Linked DNA regions of Sus scrofa: regions 2 and 3 are each linked to region 1. The links are chromatin contacts, called in public Hi-C maps. All regions are on one chromosome and are shown on one strand. Each heading gives the region's core, a stretch centred on a gene start, on an enhancer-like site or on the middle of the called end of the contact. The rest is flanking DNA. Distances are from core to core; before and after follow the strand shown. Region 1 holds the start of CTSV (cathepsin V). Region 2 holds the start of HABP4 (hyaluronan binding protein 4). Region 3 holds the start of CDC14B (dual specificity protein phosphatase CDC14B).

What was found. Hi-C and Micro-C count contacts between places; a contact is called where the count stands out from the background.
Region 2: a contact with region 1 is called in a Hi-C map of liver, with 3 times the contacts expected there. The contact joins the promoter of HABP4 here to the promoter of CTSV in region 1. A contact is called at or near these places in 3 of 47 Hi-C or Micro-C datasets (heart right ventricle, liver and mesenteric adipose tissue).
Region 3: a Hi-C map of skeletal muscle shows a contact between it and region 1, with 4 times the contacts expected there. The contact joins the promoter of CDC14B here to the promoter of CTSV in region 1. A contact is called at or near these places in 1 of 5 promoter capture datasets (fetal liver) and 2 of 47 Hi-C or Micro-C datasets (heart right ventricle and skeletal muscle).

Annotation. Positions count from the first base shown.
Region 1 is chr10:25,200,692-25,204,380 of Sscrofa11.1, forward strand. CTSV (cathepsin V) reads left to right here and starts at 1,706. Exons shown (of 8, transcript NM_213892.1): 1 at 1,706-1,772; 2 at 2,941-3,077; 3 at 3,359-3,481; 4 at 3,585-3,689. The coding sequence starts at 2,952.
Region 2 is chr10:25,634,295-25,637,983 of Sscrofa11.1, forward strand. HABP4 (hyaluronan binding protein 4) reads right to left here and starts at 1,706. Exons shown (of 8, transcript NM_001244681.1): 1 at 1,252-1,706. The coding sequence starts at 1,615.
Region 3 is chr10:25,470,052-25,473,740 of Sscrofa11.1, forward strand. It overlaps CDC14B (dual specificity protein phosphatase CDC14B), which reads left to right and starts at 1,925. Exons shown (of 15, transcript XM_021064578.1): 1 at 1,925-2,176. The coding sequence starts at 2,017.

The sequences.
Region 1 (3,689 bases), core at 456-2,955:
ATTTTTTGTGATAAACTGAGTAAACAAACGGACAATGGCTAGACTTTGTATGACAATAGAACCCTGACCTACAAAAGGCATCTCTGCAGCAACCAACTCAAAACAGGACTTCCTGAATGGCTACAAACTTCTTATTTCTGCTTCCATTTGCAGGACAAACCAGAGAAATCCAAATATTCTCCCCAAACCAATCACACAAGATGTTCCATTTCTAGTTAACCCTCCTCCAGCTCCCTCATAACAGTTTCAAATCAGGGCTTATGGAAAAGTCAGTTTTTTCCTTATAAAGCTTTTCTTCACCCTCCTCATAGCAAGTTGTTCCCACGTGGTTGGTCTTCCTTTACTTCCAAGTGTGACAGCCAATGACTAATCCTAAAAAAAAGAAGAAAAAAAAAATCTCCAGCCATATGCAATACAATGTATTTTTGTAACCACATGAGAATTTCATGCTCCTAGTTGTGTTTGAGAGGAAAGAGATTCTACTTCAAAGGGGATAAAATATGAATTTTAATAAGTTGATTTTTACAAAGACTATTCATGTGTGCCTCTACAAAAGTTATCAACTTAATTTTAACTAAGAGTTTACAGATCGACATGCACTGTGATTCTATTTTTTGTTATATAAATATCCCTAGAACAGAGTTAATGGGGGAGGGGAAGTGAGTGTTTATTTTCTAAAACATATTTTCTATAACGAATGTTTCTTACATAACTTTAAAAAGTAAAGTTCCTGATTAAACTCCTTAAATCTTTAGCTCTAGTTTTTCCTCCATCTAAAAGATGTCTTCAAGCCAGTTAAATCTAAACCCTGACATTAAATGTGACTAAACTACTTTAAAAAAAAAAAAAATGTACCTTTCCTGTATCTCAAGAGAAGCACTTTGGATACTAAGGAAGACTTAATGATCCAAAATACAGAGGGAAGAAATGCGGTTTATGCCCTTTCTCAAACACTCGTCTCCCCTTTTTATTAAGCCAAATTTTCCTGGAAATAACTCGTTTTTGTTGGTTTTGAGAAAGGACTGAAAGGCGAGAAGAATCCCCCACTGGGGAGGACAGGAACAGGGCATTGCAAAATGCCACGACTTCCCTGCGAAGGTCCCCTTTCCCTCCTCCTGGGATTTGGGCCACGATCAACGCGTTCTTGTGTTTTAAAACACTGTAATTCCGCTTGGATTCTCCTCAATCCCGCGGGCTCAGCACCCCTCCGCCCCGCCCCACCTGTGCTGTGAAGCGGCAATCCCTAGACTAGACAGTTCTCAGCCCCGCCGCAGATTTTCACCCCAAACTGTAAGACTAAAGGAAGCGCAGGGTTACGCTCAAAGTCCACTTGGGGGTTCCTCTTAAGCGTCTTTTCGTGAACGAGCGCCAAATTCGAGGTAATTAGTTGATCTGGATCCCTAGGGAGGCGCTGGACATCCCCCCCGCCCCCCCCCACACACACACACCCCCACCGACTCCTCAGCGCTGCCCAGAGGCCCCCAGCTCTACTCTTCGGTTCAGGACAAAAGGCACGCAGCCAGGCCTCCCCTGGAACAGGTTGGGACACGGCGGCGTCACGCGCCGGGAGTACTCACTCCCGGAGGCCCCGCCTACTTGCCAGATCAGCCAATCGCGGCGCAGGCAGGCGGTGGGGGCGGGGCCGGGCGGGCCGCAACCCCGGGTCTTAAAGGCTGAGTCAGGCGCGACCCGGCCAGAACCTCGAGCCACCGCCAACTTAGGAGAGATACGTACGTCCGTGGAGTGCGCCTGCGTAGCGGTGGAAGCCGCAGGTCAGCGACCCAGTTCGGGGCCGAGGCGGGTACAGAACCGGGACTGGAGGAGGGGCTATCCAGGGATTCCGGAGAGGGGGCAGGCGCGACTCCCGGGAACGCCATCGTCTGCCCGCCTCAAGTTGATGAGGCTGGGTCGGCGCTGCCTCGAGCTTTGGCAGCCTTGGGGTGGGGAAGGGGGAAGGGCGATTTGGGGAAATCCAGGGCGGAGCTGAGACCACCCGAGGGTCCCTAGGCCGGTCAGCCTCGGGGAGGAGATGGGCGCAAGTCTGTGTTGGTCGCGGCAGTCTGTCCCCCCCGCCCCCCCGAATGCTGGGCTGTAGGGCCCGTCGCTCCCTGTATGAGTAAACATTTTCTGGAAGTGGCGGGCGTGTGCGGAGGGCTGGGAGCAGGGCGGCACGCCTCTGGCCTGGCCCCTCCTGTAGCAGGCTTGCGGGCTCAGCCGGGTTCTCTGAGCCCCGGGTGAGTCTGGCCCTGTTCCGACGGGCCATACTGGGTGCTCTGAGTTCCGTCTGCCACAGGATCGCTGGGTTTGGGGGCGAGGGAGGGGGTGGGGGCTACATACGACAAGGATAGGCACGGTGGAGCGCTGGGCACATTCTCTGCCCGCATTCTCCTGGGAAGGGAGGAGACTGGGAAGGCCTTCCAAAAAAGGTTTCAAATAAAATAGAGCAGATTCAATGGCATATCTCACCCCTGCCTTACGTGAGTTCGGAGGAAACTCTTGGGGACCAGGCCCCTACTTAGGATCAGGCATCCTAATAAATAAAATTCCTGGGTCACCTTGGTACCTTCAGTAAATAACATGGATCAATGATTTCTTAGTTTTTACCTTAAAATTCCGACCCATAAGGTACACCAGAAACCCTTATCAAAACCTAAAAATTATCGTTGTACTCATAGTGAAGTCTCTTTCAGTTCCTATAGCATTTGTTAGCCAATTTTTCCTTTTGATGGCAGAATTAAATACCTATACTTTGTAAGTCTTGGACCTGGTTATTCTCCCCTGATATCCTTAGCCTTCTTCCACAGACCTTCCATAAATATTTGAGAAGATCATTTAAATGTTTTACTCCAACATAGTGGCTCTATAATATCTCAAGAGAAAGTAGGACAGCTTTTTTAAAGGATTGATCTCATCAAATACTAATTTCTTTTCCTTCCCTAGGTTTTTGAAACATGAAACCTTCACTCTTCCTGACCGCCCTTTGCTTGGGAATAGCCTCAGCTGCTCCAAAACTTGATCAAAATTTAGATGCAGACTGGTACAAGTGGAAGGCAACACACGGGAGACTCTATGGCATGGTTGGTAACATGTAAAAGGGAGCCCACCGAGAATAGTTCATGCTTTTGGAGTTTGTAGCCAGAGAGTATTTCTGGAGGTTAGCTTTTTCCAAAGCCGTAACTTAATGGCACCTATTTCTGAACACAGCATGGGCGTATTTCCCTATGTCAGAGCTTGGAGAACAGCTTCCAGAAGTATAAATACATCCCTGATGATAGTTTTCCTTCTTCTCTGTCTACAAATCCACTTGGTGAGCATGGGTTGAATTTGAAGTAGAAGTAAAAATGATCATTGCCTCTAGAATGAAGAAGGATGGCGGAGAGCCGTATGGGAGAAGAATATGAAAATGATTGAACTGCACAATCAGGAATACAGCCAAGGGAAACATGGCTTCAGCATGGCCATGAATGCCTTTGGTGACATGGTGAGTATGGCCTGAGTTGCTGAACTTTGTGTGCTTCCTCTGCTCTGTACTTTAGCACAATAACCTCTTGCTTTTTCAACCTTTTATTTACTTGTCCTTAAAGACCAATGAAGAATTCAGGCAGGTGATGAATGGCTTTCAAAACCAGAAGCACAAGAAGGGGAAAGTGTTCCACGAATCTCTGGTTCTTGAGGTCCCCAAATCGGTA
Region 2 (3,689 bases), core at 456-2,955, 430 kb after region 1:
TTCTCAAGAGATACTGCCCGATTAAACTTCGCACAGATAAAGGGAAACATTACCTAGTTGCAAGACGCAAAGCCCCAACGCTGAAATCAGGAGTTGTTCACTTAGGGCTGGGCTGCACACTTTTTATCAAGCAAGGAACAAGCCAGTAAAGCCCAGTGGAATACACTGCCAAACACTGGCTCGGATGGTCTTAACACTCTTTTTTTGGGAAACCTTAGCACCAAATGCCTTCGAGTCCTAGAAGAAACAGGGGGAGTCCTGGAGACTTTGCCACTGATGCAGTTCAGGTGAGAAAGGACACTTGGGCACCCACCATCCCTGAATGCAGACAGTAGTATACCATTGCACTGGCCGTTCTGGCTAAGCAGGTTGTGGGGAACTTTGAATATTCGTGTTGAAAAAATTAAAAACGCTCTTCTTAAGGCAGTCAGAGTTAATCACAAGTTACACAACCCATCAACACTGCTTGCTGCCTTGAAAACGTACCGGACGACTGCTGGAAGCTATCCTAAGAAGGATGGGTGAAGGCACAGAACTTGGAAGGCGCCGGGGACCCCGCGGCCACCCCCGCCGCATTCCGCTGGCGGCCCTGACGTCACAGCCCGCCCCCGCGGTCACTCGGGCCTTCCCTCCATCACAGAGGATCCAGCCCCTCACCCCGGAGATCCTTCACACGTCCCGGGCTCTCGCAGCCACTCCCAAAGGGCCGGGTTGCGCCCTTCTCCATCCTCCTTAAGAGGGGCGCTCCTCTCCCCTTCCCACCACCCTTTTCTTTCTACCTCCCGATGAGAATCTTGCAGAGGTTAGGCTGGAGGATGGAGAAGGTCCCGGCTAGTTCTATATTTGAGAGCCCCAGGGCAGCGACCCCAGTGTTCGCCCCTACACCTCAACCCCAGAAATAGTCCTCAACTTTGGCCAACTTGTAAAGGCTCAGCCGCAGGGTTTTGAAACCCCCTATTCCAAGCTTGCACTCTCCCTTGCCCCCAGAAGGGACTAAAAAAGGCCAGAAGTGGCGTGACACCCCCGATTCCCGTCCTTTCCCCCACCTTCCTGGGCCACAAGGACCCTCAACTCCAGCCAACTCTTTCCAGAGCCCCTTGCTCTTTCTGAACAGGTTCCAGGGACCCCAGTCTCGCAGCGGGGGATCGTGAGGGAGCTGAGGAAGGGTGACCTCCTTGACCCCATTCTCCTTTCCCTCCTGCCCACCGCGCCCACCACGGGCCGCCCAGGTGCCGGGCGGGGCGCACGTACCAGGCGGCTGCGGGCCGCCCCCGGGGCTGTCCGGCTGCTGTGCGCCGGGGGCCGGGAGGCTCTTGCGCTCCTTCTGGGACTCCCTCCGGCCGCCGCCCGCGCCGGGTCTGTGGCCCGAAGCCCCAGCCGGGCTCCTGCCACCGCGGTTGCCGGTCCCCGCTGCCACCGCCGCCGCCGCCTCGTCGCGCCTCTTGCGCTGCAGCTGCTGCTGGCGCCGGCGCTCGGCCTCGCGCAGGATGTCGAACGGGTCTGACTCGTCGTCCAGCAGCTGGTGGAAGCGGTTGGCCACTACGCAGCCGAAACTCTCCTGCATCACGGCGCCTGCGGCGGCCGCGGCCACAGGACTCCCCAGAGCGCCCTTCATGCCGCCGCGGCCACTGCGGGCCCGCCGAGGGCAGCCCACGCGAGCAAGTCTCAACGAAGCCGGCGGCGAGGACCCATCCTACCCGCAGCTACTGCCCTCCCTGCCCTGCCCAGTCCCGTCCCTCCCAGCGCCCGCCCCCGCGCCGCCGCCGCCGCCCGCCCAGCCGCTACCAGACAGCCAATCAGCGCACGCGGACACGCCCCCTTTCCTAGCCGGCACGACTGGAAACCCAATCAGCGACTGGCTGCTGTCACGTCATGCGACCTCTATGCCCCGCCCCACGACTCGGCAGGGAGGGGTGGGGCCCAAGGGGCGGAGCTAGGCAGCTGGGCTATGAGGGTGGATCCTAGCCATTATTTGCGTTCTCCCTGAATTCATCATCGGCCACTCTTCTTTGAAGTTTATATATTGGTTGAGCCATTCAACAACTACACAGTGGACACTATATGTGCCAGACATTATGTTGTAGGAGATATTAGCTCCTTGTTTTCGTGGATCTTACAGTCTATAGGCAGAAAAGTGCTCTAAAAGAAAGGCCCATACTTCTCTATGATCCTATAGCAAAGGGACCTGACCTAATTAAGAAGCCTGAAAAGACTTTCCCTGGGAAATGATGGTTAAGCTGAGATCTGAAGGATGACAAGGGCCAGGAGCAAAGGCAAGTCCTGGAATCTTGAGCTGGGGTGAAGCACAACCCATTCAAACTCAGTGAACCAGTTTGCAGAGTTAGGGGAGGGCCTGACTGGTGAGGTATAGGCATGTGGTGCAAATCTGGCAGAACAAACCGTGGGTGAGTCTTCCGGAGGATTTCTTGGAGGAACATTTTTCTGGTACCTAAAAAGGGTTGGGAAGGGATCTGTCATCTTTCCACTTCTGTTTTTTGGTCCATGTTATGTGAGGGGGACATGATGCTTGGAGTTGCTGGCCCTTATTGTGACAGTGAGGGTGGCAGAGCAGAATGATGGAGAAAACCTTGTTCCTTGATGATGTGCTGCTGCTGACTTAACCACGGTCCGGAATCTACCTGCCTCAGACTTATTCTGTAAGACAGCAAATGCCATTATTGTTTAAACTAGTCTTCGTTATACTTGTTTCTTGTATCCAAAAGCATTCTGCTACAGCATCTTGCTTAGGTGGGTCATTACCAGCTTTTGCTGTCCTTTAATAGCAAATGGAAAAAGAACTCTTAATCCTAAAACTGCTGCCAGGTCTGTGTTTTACTCACTTATTCAATTTTCTGTCATTCACAAGGAGTAGGACAGGGATGATGTCTGTCGTATTCATTGCAACTTATATCCCCAGTGCTTAGCATTCTAGGTAGCTGTACAGTAGGTTCTCAGGAAATATTTGTTGAATGACTGAAGATTTTAAGGTAGCTGGTCTTCTCCTTCTTGGAGTCAGTGGAGGTTTATGATTAAAAGCCTATTTTTTTTTTTTAATCTAAAAGAGGAGCAGGTGTTCAAACAAAAACTTGTAACTGATCTTCATAGTTGCACTACTCACAATAGCTAAAATGTAGAAACAAACAAAGTATATCAACTGATGAATGAATAAACAAAATATGGTGCAATAGATTAATATTTGGCCAAAAAGAGTGCCTCTTGTGGCTCAGCAGGTTAAGAACCCAACTAGAGGAGTTCCAGTTGTGGCTTGGTAAGTTAATAACCTGACTAGTTAGTATCCCTGGCTTGGTTCAGTGGATTAGGATCTGGCGTTGCCATGAGTTATGGTGTAGGTCGCAGACATGGCTCGGATCGTACATTGTTTCGGCTGTAGTGTAGGCTGGCAGCAGCTCTGATTCGACCCCTAGCCTGGGAACTCCCGTATGCTGCAGGTGCAGCCCTAAAAAGCAAAAAAAAAAAAAAAAAAAAAGATTCCAGCTAGTATCCATTCCTGGCTTTGCTGAGTGAGTTAAGGATCCCAAAATTCCACAAGCTGCAGTGTAGTTTTCAGATGAAGCTCAGATCTGGCATTGCTGTAGCTGTGGCATAGGCTGGCAGCTGTAGCTCTGGTCCAGTCCCTAGCCTGGGAACTTCCATATGCCAAGGGTGAAGCCCTAAAAAAAAAAAAAAAA
Region 3 (3,689 bases), core at 675-3,174, 270 kb after region 1:
GACTTATTGTGATCATTTTAAAATATACACAGATATGAAATCATTAGGTTGGCCACTTGAAATTTAACATAATGTTATATGTCAATTATACCTCAATATGACAAAACAAAAAACCAAGACCTACTCTTATAAAATCCCAGGTAGCCTGGAAAATGGCTCCTGAGCCTCTAGGTCAGTGTGAAAGGCCTCCTCTTCTTGTTGAGAACAGAGGAAGACCTGGTATGGGTAGGTTTCTGCTGACCTGGACTCATTTGCAGAGCACTTCCCAAGTCTCTTGCTTTTTTTTGTTGCTCTTATGGATAACCTGAAGACTTTTTTTTTTTTTTTTTTTTGGATTTAATTTAAGGCCTTCATTGATTTCCTTATGGAAAAAGGGAAGAATGAAATGAGGACCTAGCTTCCGGTCTAAAAGTCAGAGCCCCAGTTCCAGACTGTTCAAATGCCTCCCTCAGGCAGAGCCCTCTTTTCTCCAGCCTCCATTCCTCAATTAGCAGTGCTTAAGGTAAAGGCCTTCAACAATAAAAGTCAAATAGCCCCTCCGGGAGGTACTCCATCAAAATCTGCATTTCTGAAAGGCTTCCCAGGAGACTGATTCAAATTCTTCCTTCTAGAGGCTGGCTGTAATTGTGGAAAGTGCTGGTGAAAATTGGGACTAGGTGGCTAGAAGTAGAATTTTGGGGTCTAAAATCTAGATACTGCCCACCGGTCTTCTGACACTTTTCTATGCCGCCACGGATATTTGTTCGAAGCAAAGACCCTTCAAAATGTTAGTCTTGGTTAAATTCTAGAAAGATCTGTCATTATTTTAACTCAGTAGGAAAAAGAAAAAAAAAAAAAAAAAGGAGATTGATTACTTGTTTCAATACTTCACCGACTGGACCTGTCAATACCTTAGGTAAGAAAAACATAGCAACTGGTGTATGAAACTACTGAGTCAATCCCGGTACAGGATTCCAAGATGACGAACTTCGAAGTGCAAACCATTGTAGTATATCGTGTTTCTATGGTAGTTTTATCGACTCCTTAAGAAGCTCTTGCTTGGACTATTTGAATCCTGGGCATAGGTCACTAAAAAGAGCGTAGCTGATTTAAATAGTTCCTAAATTCTGAAATCAACTCCACCTTAAGTCTACATAACAGCGGACAATTCACTAAGTCCATTCTCTTTTCCAAGCCAGCCGCCATGGCACGAGCCCCTTTGACTTGGAGCGATACAGACGGAAAACCAAGAAATACCTTAAAAAAATATACACGCCAAAGAACCGCAGTTAAGTTACTAGGGTAGAGGCTGTGTAAAGCGTTGATGACTCACTAAAGGAAGTTTGAAACTGGGGTCTTGGCATTCTGGGAACATAGAAGAAACAGAAGTTAGAGGGCTTGCGGAGGGTCGCGAGTGCACTTTTATCTTTGATTGGCGGAACCACTCAGACTTTTCTTTATGGCGTCACCGGCTACCTGCCTGTAGAAAAGCTCCGTCTCCGTGACGTCACGACTCACTGACCAATGAAAGGACTCAGTCTGCGGGCCCCGAGGAGGGTTGTGGGCCCTTTTTTGTGAATGAAGCTCCACGGAACAGCCCTCCTGGGGTCCCTGGGAGCCGCGGCCCGCTGTGCTCGGGCGCCTCGGCAGCAGCGTCTGCAGCTGCGGTGGGCGCGCGCGGTTACCCCGGGCAGCCCCTGGCGCCGGCCGCAGCACCGTCGCCTCCGCCGCGCCAGCGGGCAGCGGGCACCTGGGGGCGGGCTGGGGGGCGCCCGCAGCAGCAGCAGCAGGAGGCGCTATACCAAGGGCTGCGGCGCCGGTCCCGCGGCGGCCGCAGGAGGGAGCGGGGCAGGCGCGGTGGGCCCGGCCCCTCCTCCGGCTCCTGCGCGGCCACCCGCGCCGGGCTCCGCCGTCGCCGCAGCGCCCCTCCGCGCCCGCCGCCCCGAGCGCCCGCGCGCGGGGCTGGCGGGGGCTTTGGCGGGCTAGCGGGCGCGCGGGGCCATGGTCGTGGTCCCCTGACGGGCCGCGGCCGCCTCCATGAAGCGGAAGAGCGAGCGGCGGCCGAGCTGGGCCGCCGCGCCCCCTTGCTCGCGGCGGTGTTCGTCGTCCTCGCAGGGAGTGAAGAAGAGCCGCAGCTCCACGTCGCAGGAACTGCACAACCTGGACCAACGGGACGACCTGTACCTGGACATCACCGGTGAGCCAGCGAGCGAGCGAGCGCACGGTGGGCCGCCTCGGACACGCGGCACCCGGCGCGGGGGTCCTAGCCCACCCACCCAGGCGGTATAGGCGCCTCCTGGGGCCCGACTGACACGCCTCCACCCCCCACCCCATAAAAGCCCCAGCCGGCCACACCCCCTTCAGGAGCCGGGCTCTCTGGGAGCGCCCGCCTACCCCGAGTTTCCATCTGCGTTTGCTGCGATCTGTAACTTTATCCGTTTTGCACCCTCCTACCCCAGCCAAGATGGCCCGAGGGTCACCTTTCTAAATGGCTGGCGTCAGCTCGGCGCCTCCGGCTTTTCCTAAATCCAAGTTGATAACGCCTCCCAGGTTGGAAGGTCGGTTGGCCCTTAACAAGAGTCTGAACCTCCGAGTCACTCCCAAAGGATTCCCCGAGCGCGCTGAACTCGCCTGCACGGGAGCTGCCTTGTTTATTTGGCGTTTGCCAAGCCTCCGCTGCTCTGTGGGAAATGGAGTCCCTCCCGCCTGGGGCGGCGTTCCCCGGCCCGGCCGGGGAGCCTGATCCTTGCCCTGGTCCTCAAGGCACTTGCCCCCTCCCCAGTGCGCGCACGAGCACTGCCCAGACCCTCCTGGGGAAAATTCCCTTGCCTTGCTTCTGGAAGGAATGTGTCACGTTGATGGCTTTTGAATCGGTCAGCGTGCCGAATGCTCAGAGTTGTCACTTTTGAGAAATAGCAGGTAGAAAAGCAGCCGTTTGATAGATGCCTTATTATTAGTGCTGATTGTACAATTCCTGAAAATGTAATAAATCCAGTTTGGGAGCTGTGGGGTTTGCCAGGATTGACACTGAGGACTGTGAAGGCATTAAATATGAGGATGTATGTGGTAAGGCTTTGTAAACAGCACAGCTGTCTACAATTTTGAGGGATTTTGCAGTCTGTTTTCGTGTGGCGCGGAATGTGGAAACCTCGGTGTGTGGGATTTTTATAAACTGTTTCCCGCCCTTAGCCTTTGCTAAAACCAGGTGAGCTGGAGCGGTCAGGACATTAATTTAGAAAGTGTTCAAACACAGAATTTTAGTAGAAATTATTTTCTAAGTGGATGGACAGTGGGACACAGAAGGTCCATTTTGCAGAAAGCTGAGAGTAGAGTGGAAGGTGCCTCGGCGTTGAGTGGATGGCCCTTGGGAACCGAGGAGGGAGGCAAGAAGGCCTTAAATACGTGTCTCTGGGGGCACCTGCCCGGGTGTCCCGTAGCGCCTGGCGCCGTGGTAGCTGAAGCCGGCTTGCTGAGGCTGAGACCAGGTCCCGCCACGTGTGTGCTCCCTGGGAGATGGCCCCACACAGTCGGGATGCTTTTGTTATTTATACCGTTTTGAAGGACCGTGTTTAATAGCATTCAGTCTTAGGGGTAGCAACACACTGCCTTGGTATAGAATTCTTAATTCCGAAGTTAAACAGGCATATTATACATAAGTTGTTCTCAGCCACTGGATATTTTCCCCCAGAGGCAACTTATGTTCCTAGTTT